Linked DNA regions of Mus musculus: all the other regions are linked to region 3. Evidence: chromatin contacts called from public Hi-C and HiChIP or PLAC-seq data. All regions are on one chromosome and are shown on one strand. Each heading gives the region's core, a stretch centred on a gene start, on an enhancer-like site or on the middle of the called end of the contact. The rest is flanking DNA. Distances are from core to core; before and after follow the strand shown.

Region 1 (3,433 bases), core at 501-3,000, 450 kb after region 3:
GTGTAGGGAAGGAAGACCTGAGAAACCAGGAAGTGAGTCACTGCAGGCTTGTCCCTCTGGGCATGTAAGAAGCTTTGTCTCTGAGAGTCACAGCATTGCTTGAAGCTTCTCTTCTCTGTCTCCTTCATGGTCCCTCTTGGGATTTCCCTCCCTAGCAGCTCTGTGCACTTTGTATTCTCTCTTGAGACCTTACAATCTGTCCAGGACATCACCTGATTAGAGGGTGTTCATCTACGAGTTTCTGTGCACAGTAAGAAGTGCAGATGTCATCTCACCTGTCTCTTCTCATCGGCAGTCATGGACCTTGACAAGCTTAATGCAGGGAGTTGTATTTGAAGTGGATGAAATATTCAAGTGATGCTTTTAAAATGGGCTTTGAGGTAGAGTTGGGAAGGAAGGAGCTGCAGATCTCTGAGTGCCTGTGATGGTGACTGTGTTCCGACACTAGACCCTAACAGGCAAAGCTGAAAAGCAGAACAGAGTCTCTCGCACGGGACCGTCTTTCAACCTCTGGGGGATGGGGACAGAATCATTAGGGGAGCGTTTGGAGACACAGTGCATCATACAAGAGCAGCATTAGAGAAGAAAGGGCCTTCCTTTCAAAACTCCCAGTTAGAAGCTTAAAGTGGAAGAGCGGGCGAGACAACCTCTAGGTAATGCACAAATGAGCTTCTAAAGAGAGGTGTGGATACTTCAGCGACCCTAAGAAAACTGGGAAAACAAGAGAGCTTTTTATTTCTCTGAGCCTTCCTGGAGTCTGGTGGGAGGTAATTCCACCACACCTAATTTAATCTGGCCTAGTCTGATTGCTAAGGGGCACAGAGAAGGTGGGGACCGGTAAGGACCATAGACTTACCCTATAGTTCCAATGGGGGAGGGGACCCTCGCATTCAGCGCTGTTCTGTTTGTTTCTTTGTTTGTTTGTTTGTGTGTGTGTGTTTTGGTTTGGTTTTTGAGGGGCCAGATCAGGGGCCTGGCCTGATTTTTCACAGACCTCTGCTTCTGGTGTTTTAGGGTATCTTCAAGTTGTAGGCTCTTTATCAGACAATAATGAAATTTGCTCTGCTGTAATCCTTGCACAGAGAAAAGAACCCTGAAGTAACCTGATGCTTGCCAATCAATTGTTTTTCCAGCATTCACTTTATCCTCACCAGAAAAGAAAGTAGCTTTGAGATGGCCCAGGCTACTCCTTGTGTCAACTTTCTTTGGCCTAGGAGCTGAACATTTTCTGATCTTTCGATTGATTTAAAAAAAGAAAAAAAATGTCAAAGAATCTGTGAGTGTGGGGAGAGAAATAGGACCAATGTGTTTGCATGCGGGCATGCAAAGTGCATTGTGGATGTGGGTCATCTTTTCCATATGCCTTCCTCCCATCTCTTTTCCCAAGCTGGAAATCCTCAAACACAGCCATCACTATCTTAAAGAAAAAGGGAGCAGAAAGACCAGACCTCCTTCCTAGAGAACAAGTAGCCAAGGCTGTGGCCCAGTGACTGTCTCCACAGCTCTCTGTTGCTGAGGGAGAGTGAGGCGGCAGTCACCCCACCCTCACACCCTAGGTCAGTCAGATGCTGAGCTTGTGGCAACAGCTCCGACTCCTAACCTCAGAGCACTGTACATGAGTGATTCATTTCCACCCTCTGCTTTCCTTCCAAGAGTCAGCTGTCATGTGCCAGGCCCAGCCCTGACTCACTCACTCACACGCCTTTGCCTGGGGGAAATGAACACTTCAGAAATTCCTGAGTTCCAGGCCCTTCCTAAGCCAAGACTCACACTGCCTCCAGGGTGACACAGCACAGAAGCATCCTCCTTGAGGCCTCTCTGGGTGTTGCTTGGCCAGCTCGAACAGCATGGGAAGTAAAATAGAAGATGGTCTGTGTGGCTCTGAGCATGCATAAACAAACTTAAAAGGCCACTGTAGCAAAACATCAGAAAGCTGTGGGGGATGGGGGTGGGCAAGGAGGAGTTGGGCAATCGTGGTTTTGAGTGAAAGATGGCCACTCTCTACTGCTGCTCCTGACTCCATCATCTGAGTGGGACAGGATGTAGGTTTTCTGGACCTTGGGAACTGTTCCAGAAGTGTCCACACTCTGTAAACTGCCTACTGAAGTCGCAAAACCAACACTTGGCTTTCATCTCCTCCTCCTTCTCCTCCTTCTCCTCCTTCTCTTCCTTCTCCTCCTCCTCCTCTTCCTCTCTTCATCTTCCTCCTTCTTCCTCCTTATTTCTTATTAGTATTAAAAGATTGGTTTTGGTTTCAAATTATAGTTTTCCAGCCAGCCTATAACTTACTGAAAAGGTTGTTAATTTTAAATGACAGTCTCATGTGAAGAGGGAGCCTTGGAAGCCACATCTCCTACATTCTCACTTGGAAGCCACATTTCCTACATTCTCACTTGGAAGCCACATTTCCTACATTCTCACTTGGAAGCCACATTTCCTACATTCTCACTTGGAAGTCACATCCCCTACACTCTCACTTAGAAGCCACATCTCCCACACTCTCACTTGGAAGTCACATCCCCTACACTCTCACTTAGAAGCCACATCTCCCACACTCTCACTTGGAAGTCACATCGCCCATACTCTCACTTGGAAGTCACATCTCCCACACTCTCACTTGGAAGTCACATCTTTTACACTCTCACTTGGAAGTCACATCTCCCATACTCTCACTTGGAAGTCATATCTCCTATACTCTCACTTGGAAGTCATATCTCCTATAATCTCACTTGGAAGTCACATCTTTTACACTCTCACTTGGAAGCCACATCTCCTACACTCTCGCTCCTGAGCAGCTTCTCACAGTTGTCCTTCATGATCCAGAATCAGGTTGGCTATCATGGACCTTTACCAAAGCTTCACGCTGCCAAGAACAGGTAGATGAATCACCTGTTGCCTAACTAAATTGAATGTGCCATTGGCAGCATCCTTGCTACGGAATTATCATCTGCTACCACTCCATCAGTATGTCCCGAGGATGGCTACATTATTCATATGGATCAATTAAATGGGAAAAAAACAGATATTATAAGTGTGTAGAGGATCTAGGAAAGCCCGTGTTCTATGCTTTCATACAAGTGAGAATTTATGCAACTATTGTGGACTATAAGCATGATCCTTTTACATTATAAACATTTACATAGTTAGTAGCCATTATATAGACAGCTCTAATAATCCTTTTATGAGGCCCCTGACTATTATATTTGGTATGAGGTAATGTCAGATAGTCTTAATGGAGTCAAATTATTTTTCCAGATTTATTTTTTAATAAGAAATGACTTCATTTAGATAAACAGGATCTTGAACGTAAATGCAACTTTAAGTTTTCATTAAATCCAGAAGATCAGATCATTTAAAATATGCAAATTGGTTCCTGCAATCAATAAGGAATTAAAGCAAAGGTTAGCATCTTCATGATGAGCAAGAGGCACAG
Region 2 (3,648 bases), core at 762-3,261, 310 kb after region 3:
AGGCGAGAGCGATGGCATTCTAGCAGAATTATTGATAGACACTGAAAGCCAAATTTAATTTTTTATATGTCATAAAACATTATCCTTCAGGGGATGGAGAGATGGCTCAGCCGTGAAGAGCCCTTACTGTTCTTGCAGAGAACTGGGCACACAATGACCTGTAACTCCAGTTCCAGGAGATCTAACACCTTCTCCTGGCTCCTTGGGCACTTACATGCATGTGGAACATATAAACTTTTGAAACCATATACACATATTTATAAAAAGAAATAAATCTTTAGAAATATTATTTTTTATTAATTTCATGCAATTAAAAAAAAAAAGAGAGAGAGAAACCATTGCCAGGCTATGGCTCTACAAACATAGATGGTAGAGTGAGTTTGGTTAATCTGAGCTTCATTGTCTAGAAGACTTTCCTGCGTGGGTTACTGGGTTCTGGGCTATGGATTGAATTCTTGAGTCTCTCTTGACTCAGGAAAACAGCTTTGTATCTCCTGGCCACCTCATGTATTCTGAGAAGCTAAGCTGTTGACTCCATGGGTAATTTGAAATTCTCCCTATGCTGCAAGACGAGTCCAGTTTGTACATTAGTTCTGCTCCCGTTTCTACTAGGTCTATTGTGGCCTGAAAGGCTTTTCCTTAGTTGCTCAGGTTTATTTGTCTTCTAGTGGCTTTGCTCTCAGCTGTGCTCCCAGTTGCCCGGGCACTAGATTTTCTGTCCCAGGTTTACCGTAGATGTCTGTTTCCAGTCTCTTTATGTCTCAGTTACCACCTCCTGGTCACCTGTGGCTTTGGAATTTTGTGTGTAACCTTAGCTAAACCACTCCAGGCTTTCCTCTATTCTTGTTTTCGTTGTAGTTTGTAAGACAGGGTCTCACTTCTCACTCTGTGGCCCTAACTGGCCTGAAACTCGCTCTGTGGTTCAGGCTGATTTGGAACTTAAAGGGATCGGTTACGTCTCCATGTGTGGGGATTAAATGTTTATGCCACCATGCCCAGCATAATTCTTTTTTTGTATAAGTTGGCTATTTGTTTCAGAGGATTGTGGAATTTATATATATATACAATATCACTAAAATAATTTTGACTCTACCTTTTTCTCATATTTTAAGTTTCTGGCCTGTGCATCACTAAGGCCAACTTCGTCATCCTTTGAAAGACTCACTTCCATCTCGGCCTAGAAACCAAGAAGACGCATTTACTTATTTATGTATCTTCCTGTTTCTTTTGATTGTGTTGTTGATGTCTTGTTTTCTTTTTGGCTCTCTCCTTTCCCACCTTTCCCCAAATCCCTGGAGTTCCCCAGTTGTCCCTCTAATGGAACTGATTTAGAATAGCCCTCATTGAGTGATTGCCTCTTTATATAACAGAAACCCATTATGACAGCAGTGGACATGAGCCAGAGTGAAATACCCTGGCATAATAAAAGCTTTTGCTTGTAGAGTAGAGAAGAAAATATATCCATCTTCATCTGCAAATTTCTTATAAGGCAATTCCTATTATCCTTTGAACCTTTTTTTTTTTTAAATTATGAAGCTGACTTTAATCAGTTTAAAAACTCATTGCAGTTTACCAGGATGTTCAGTATAGTTGCAGAGAGAGGGAGTGAGAATAAAGAGATAGAGAAGGAGAGAGAGAGACAGGGAGAGAGACACAGAGAGAGAGACAGAGAGACAGAGAGGCAGACAGCTCTGAATATGTCCACTCTTACCAGGCATAAAGATTACCCTAATAAAAGAAATAAGCCAATCACATCAAGGCCCAGAACCAGATGATGGTCAGTGGAAGAGAGGCTGCTGGGGTCACTGCAGAGCATGAGAGTCTCTGACTCACACGCATTCGCTGGCTTAGGCATCGATCGCAACAGTGAGCTGCCAGAAAAGGAACAGTTCTTGCTTTGTGCTGCAGAGTTCCCTGGCCTAAGAGCCTGTCACCGCTCCAGTCCCTTTCCTACTGCTAGTGATTGATACTGCTGTCTCAGCTCAGGCTGGAAATGGACTGCTGAGGCTCTGGGCAATTCATTCTGTACGCTGGCAGGCTGGACTCCTGGGCATCCACGCATGGCTTCACAAACAGCTCTGTGGATGACCTGGATCCGTGACAGCTCCTCTGACCCTGTTCTTTTGTCCTCTGCCCTTATTGGACTTTAATGCCTTGTTTGCCGCGTATGCTCCAGGACACAGGAATCCCTTCCTGTTGAAATGTCACATATTTTACTACTAATTGGGACGATTATAAACTGAGGAACCACGGTATAACTGATCTTTCTGTAATGTTTTCTCTTTTTCTGGATGTTCATAGTTCTTTGATTGCTTCACTCCTCATCCTTGAGTTGTGCAGCATAGAGAGACCCCCCCCTCCATTTCTTCATGAGAAACCTGTCTAAAGTAATTTATAGTTTTGTTGAGGTGTTTTCATTTCCTTGTCCTTAATTTTAAAGTGTAGCATATCACTTTTATTTCATGGGTATATTGTAGCCCAAGTCTAGTATTTATTTTGCAAACCAAAAAATTTAACAATCACTGTGAAAGCCTCATGGTTTATCACAGGGCAGATGGTGTAATAATTTTAATAAGTGGCAATAACTTTATTGTATTTATTTTATAGCAGTATTCTAATTATTAGATATTTTGATAGTATTTTATTTTTATAAATATCTGTTTCATAATTACACAGAGTACCAAACTTCCAGTTCTTTATTCTGTTTGGAAGAAGAAAGCTTTAAGAAAAATAGGTAGATTTTTTTTAGATAGTAATAACCTGAAACGTATTGATTCTGAACATTTCATATAATTATCTTATATTTCATATAATTATCTTATTACTTTCCAGACTACTCTATGTCTCAGGAAACCAAATCTCCATTTTTTAAAACTCAGTTCACTGTCAGTAACTGATCCTGTGCCTATATAAATCGGGACTCTGTGAGTCTCAGAGATGTTAATTAAATTTGGTTGAGCTTGCTTAGTTTACAGAGGGTGGAACCAAGATTCAAATACGTTTGTTTGACTCCGAAGTTCACATTTTGATCTGACTTCCTCATCTGCACAAGGCCCCCAGGGCTCTGTGTAACAGCATTACTTTTCATTTGCATAAAATACTGAAGTTGGGTGCCAGCTGTGTCAGGAGCATCAGCCCTGTGAGGGAAGCTTGGACTGTTCACAGGAACCTGTAAAAGAAGTGCCCGCACTAGGTATGTGCGTCAGCTGTGAAATATTTTCTAGAGTCTTGACTATCTCCAAGGACCAGAAGAAGCAACAGTATCGCCCCTAAGTCAAAACTATGTCGGTAGCTGCTACCAGGTGATGATCATGGCTACAGTAGACAGACTGCTAGCTGAGTGTTGGACAGGACTCTCTGATTCCATAGGGTATCAAGGCCTTTCCTGTCTCGAATGTCTGTCTTCAGCTCAGGCCCCCATTGTTGTTGAGTGAAAGTACTCTGAGTGACTCCATCCCCTCCTGGGTAGTACCAAGTCCACTGGGGCCTTCTTGGTTCTAGTCTTCCTCAGTCCCTCTAGACTTGAAAAGTGAGTTACCTCTTGGGGCTTTTGTACAATACTTGGGTTTTCAAGCTTGCACCTCTGTCTCAACTTTCTTGTTTCTAGTCTCCTTCCTCTGTGTCCAAGGGCATCTTATGAACATTCTG
Region 3 (3,502 bases), core at 839-3,338:
GACTGTCTTCACTCTCTTTTCTCCCTACCCACTATTTTAAATCATAACGTAAAGCTTGGGGCAAGCAGGTTTGCCTTGTCTGTGTAATTTTACCACTCAAGTTTTGGAAACCTTCTCGGACCCCCACCCCCTCCTTGGCCTCTTCTGTTGGCCTCCCTCAGCCTAGATGGAGCTACACAGTACACAGTACATAGTACACAGTACATAGTACACACGGTACTCTTCTGCTGTCACTCCCGCTATAGGAGTCGGCAGGTTTGCGTATGTCTGCCATAGGTACATTGGCTTACTCTCTTGTTGGACTTGACATGTGTTCTGTGATTTACAGACTCCTTCCCATTGAGGAACTTTTCATTCAAATGGCATCTTTGAAAGAAAAGCCCAGACATGAAAGCAAGGAATCTGGCAGGTTCCCAACCCCGAGCACTGCCTTCCAAGGCAGATTCGCAGACCTTCTACCAGGCTTCAGGACTCCTGGGTCATTGTTTCAAATCTTCTGGATTTAAAAAAAAATGTTTAGGGAGAGAAGTTGCCAAGTTAATGCAATAAATGAATGAAACATTGAGCTTGCAATCATGATCCAGATATAGGCATCAAAAAGAGTTAGAAAATGTAAAAATGATAACACATCAGTATCAGAAGCAGAGAACACCAGGCTCTTAAACATGTATTTTATTATGAAATGTCTTTGTTTTACTTGTTCAAAGTATCATTTAAATAGAGATATTAAAGATAAGATAGTTAAATAACAATCTTTTTTCATATTTATATTATATATAGCATTTTGTAATTAAACCGTTTTGAATTCATTTCATTCATGAAATGATACACTTTAGAACAGTTTCAAATTTGTCACACCAGCAAACACATGAATCATTAATGTTTCCTCTGGTAGCAGCAACACAAAGCCTTTGCAACTGCATGGTCTGGAGGGGAACCTTGGAGACACATGCTGGCAAAGGAGCTGGAGAAGGCTAAGCGAGGGCCAATTTTCCCTTCTAGGTAGAGGTGGCAAAAGCTTCATTGGCGATAATGGGCAAACTCTTCCAAGGGAAAAGGCTTGTTGATTATCTGTGACTATCCGTTACTCATGCTCACTCCTTCTCTCTCCTGTCTGGCAAGAATTAGGTGCCATGCACATGTATGAAAATAGCCTTGTCTGCCACTTTTATTTTACCATCGCCTCATCGTGGTTTCCTGGTTCCTTTATTTAAAAAGAAAAATTATTTGAGTACACCATTGCTCTCTTCAGACACACCAGAAGAGGGTATAAGATCCCATTATTGATGGCTGTGAGCCACCATGTGGTTGTTGGGAATTGAACTCAAGACCTCTGAAAGGGCAGGCTTAACCACCGAGCCACCCCTCCAACCTGGCTTCCTTGTTCCTTAAGTCCTATGAATGCACTGCTGAACATGAAAAGGGACCTGTTGAAGAAAACTAAAATAGTGAAAGAAAAATAGCAACAATGTTACAAACTGAGAACAAACCAACAGCTGCGCTAATGGGCTAGAATGCTATTTAATGGTGGGTCCCCAGAACCTTGGAATACAAGCAAGAGAAGCTAAAACTTTCACAGAGAAAGTTCTGCTTAGGGGATGGGGTGTCGTGACATTAACCCGATCCACGAGAACCACAATGTGAAGTGGAGAACAACTCTAAACAAGGCCATTTGGCTTCATGTGTTTATCTCATCTTTCAGAGAAAAAGAAAATTCCTGTGATAATACGCTGCCAAGTAAACACATTCTGATGGAATAGTTAATCCTGCGCGGGCTGTAGTTGCCAAATGGCCTAAAAATCCACAGTGAATTAGCATAAAGTAAGATACAGCAGCTGCTTGAAAGCCATTGTTTAAATGCCACACGTGGCCACTGTGATCTTTTTAAGGGAAGTAATAATGGGACTGAGATTGTCCTAATAGATCTTTTTAAGTTTAGAAAAGATAAAACAGGAAAACCGTCTCATACTGGTTCTCTCTTGCTCTGACAAAAAATTCTGTCTCCACTGAGACCAGGAAGTTATTCACAAGTTTACATACTTCCCTCAGGTTCAGATAGCTGAAGGTCTGCAACGGCCCTTATGCTCTGACTCAGATTTGGCTACATGATTCAGTGCTGAGAATATGAGTCACCACATCTGAGCCTGTGCATCTGAAACATTAAACAGAAGGTTTTTTAAAAAAGAAACGGCCTGTCTGTTTAGAGGCTGGACTGCTAACGAGTGAGTATGCTGAACAGAGCCTGAACAGAAATTAGTTCTCCCGCAGTCTACGACTGGATGATGTGGTTATGTGCCATCGAGCCACTCAGCACAATCCCCACAGCAACTGGTGGCATAACACTTAATTTCACAATGTTTGCCTGAAAAAGAAATGTTCTGCTCAGAGTTCCGATCATAATGAAATTTTTATTATGTTTTAAATTGCCAAACAGAAGATCATTAAACCAGCCAGCCACCGCACCACGCATACACTCTGTAAGCTTTGACTCTAGGTTTTTAAAAATGCTGGTGGGTTAGAAAAGGAGAAAGTGTGGTAACCAAGTGAGGGCTTTAGCCTAAAGCACAGGAAAGAGTGACTGCTATGGAACTAGCCAGGTCAAAGGCTCAAAAGGAAGGCGTTCTCAAGATGGACCCACAGATTAGTGAAATTAAGCAGTTAAATCAATCAGAAAAGTGAATTTGAACCACAGAAGTGAAGCCTGTTTGAAATATTACTTAACCTTGAAAATGTAAGCCATTGTCTGTCTTCTTCTCCAGTTCCCTGTATCAGTTCATATCTACAGAGAAAAGCAACCAATCTTTAATGTAGGAACTAGTTTGTATCAAGGTATGGAGTCTGAAGATATATATATATATATACATATATGTATATATGTGTGTATATATATATGTGTGTGTGTTTGTGTGTGTTTGTGTATATATATATATAAATAATTATCTTATGACTGTTTAAGGGAATTTATTATAACTACATATATTAATTTCCATACATGTAGATAAACATGAAGTCATATATGATCATTAGTCATAACACGGATGAGACTTTGTATTGCTGGAATGCACATAAGTTTTTGACTTAGGGTTTCATTGTTGTGAAGAGACACAATGACCAAATCAACTCTAGTTTTTGTCTTAGGGTTTCATTGTTGTGAAGAGACACGATGACCAAGTCAACTCTTATAAAGGACAACATTTAATTAGGGCTGGCTTATAAGTTTCAGAGGTTCAGTACATTATCATCATGGCAGAAAGCATGGCAGCCTGCAAGCAGCCATGATACAGGAGAAGGACATAAGAGTTCTACATCCTGATCCAAAGGCATCCAGAAGGAGGCTTTCTTCTACACTGGACAGAACTTGAGCACTAAGGAATCTCAAAGCCTGCCAACACAATTACACACTTGCTCCAAAAAGGCCACACCTATTCCATTAAGACTACATTGCTAATAGTGCCACTTCTCATGGGCCAAGCATATTGAAACCACCATAGTTTTTAAACAC

Evidence for each region. Hi-C and Micro-C count contacts between places; a contact is called where the count stands out from the background. HiChIP or PLAC-seq counts read pairs in DNA pulled down with a chosen protein or histone mark.
Region 1: a contact with region 3 is called in a FOXA1 HiChIP or PLAC-seq map of pancreatic cancer cells. The contact joins two enhancer-like sites. A contact is called at or near these places in 1 of 484 Hi-C or Micro-C datasets (muscle stem cells) and 1 of 115 datasets of contacts at active chromatin or transcription factors (pancreatic cancer cells).
Region 2: a contact with region 3 is called in a Hi-C map of muscle stem cells, with 2.4 times the contacts expected there. The contact joins two enhancer-like sites. A contact is called at or near these places in 2 of 484 Hi-C or Micro-C datasets (muscle stem cells and uterus).

Annotation. Positions count from the first base shown.
Region 1 is chr3:126,829,946-126,833,378 of GRCm38.p6, forward strand. All of the region lies in intron 16 of Camk2d (calcium/calmodulin-dependent protein kinase II, delta), which reads left to right. Among named protein-coding and RNA genes, the nearest start is that of Gm15551, 160 kb to the left of the region's middle. Within about 2 kb of position 1,751, at least 145 of the 459 cell types and tissues checked have an H3K27ac peak or open chromatin away from gene starts, as enhancers often do. A contact at or near this core is called in muscle stem cells and pancreatic cancer cells, where this site is marked.
Region 2 is chr3:126,693,685-126,697,332 of GRCm38.p6, forward strand. The region is part of intron 3 of Camk2d (calcium/calmodulin-dependent protein kinase II, delta); the gene reads left to right. Among named protein-coding and RNA genes, the nearest start is that of Gm15551, 27 kb to the left of the region's middle. Within about 2 kb of position 2,012, at least 200 of the 459 cell types and tissues checked have an H3K27ac peak or open chromatin away from gene starts, as enhancers often do. A contact at or near this core is called in muscle stem cells and uterus, where this site is marked.
Region 3 is chr3:126,383,078-126,386,579 of GRCm38.p6, forward strand. The region is part of intron 1 of Arsj (arylsulfatase J); the gene reads left to right. Among named protein-coding and RNA genes, the nearest start is that of Gm35408, 4.6 kb to the left of the region's middle. Within about 2 kb of position 2,089, at least 131 of the 459 cell types and tissues checked have an H3K27ac peak or open chromatin away from gene starts, as enhancers often do. A contact at or near this core is called in muscle stem cells, pancreatic cancer cells and uterus, where this site is marked.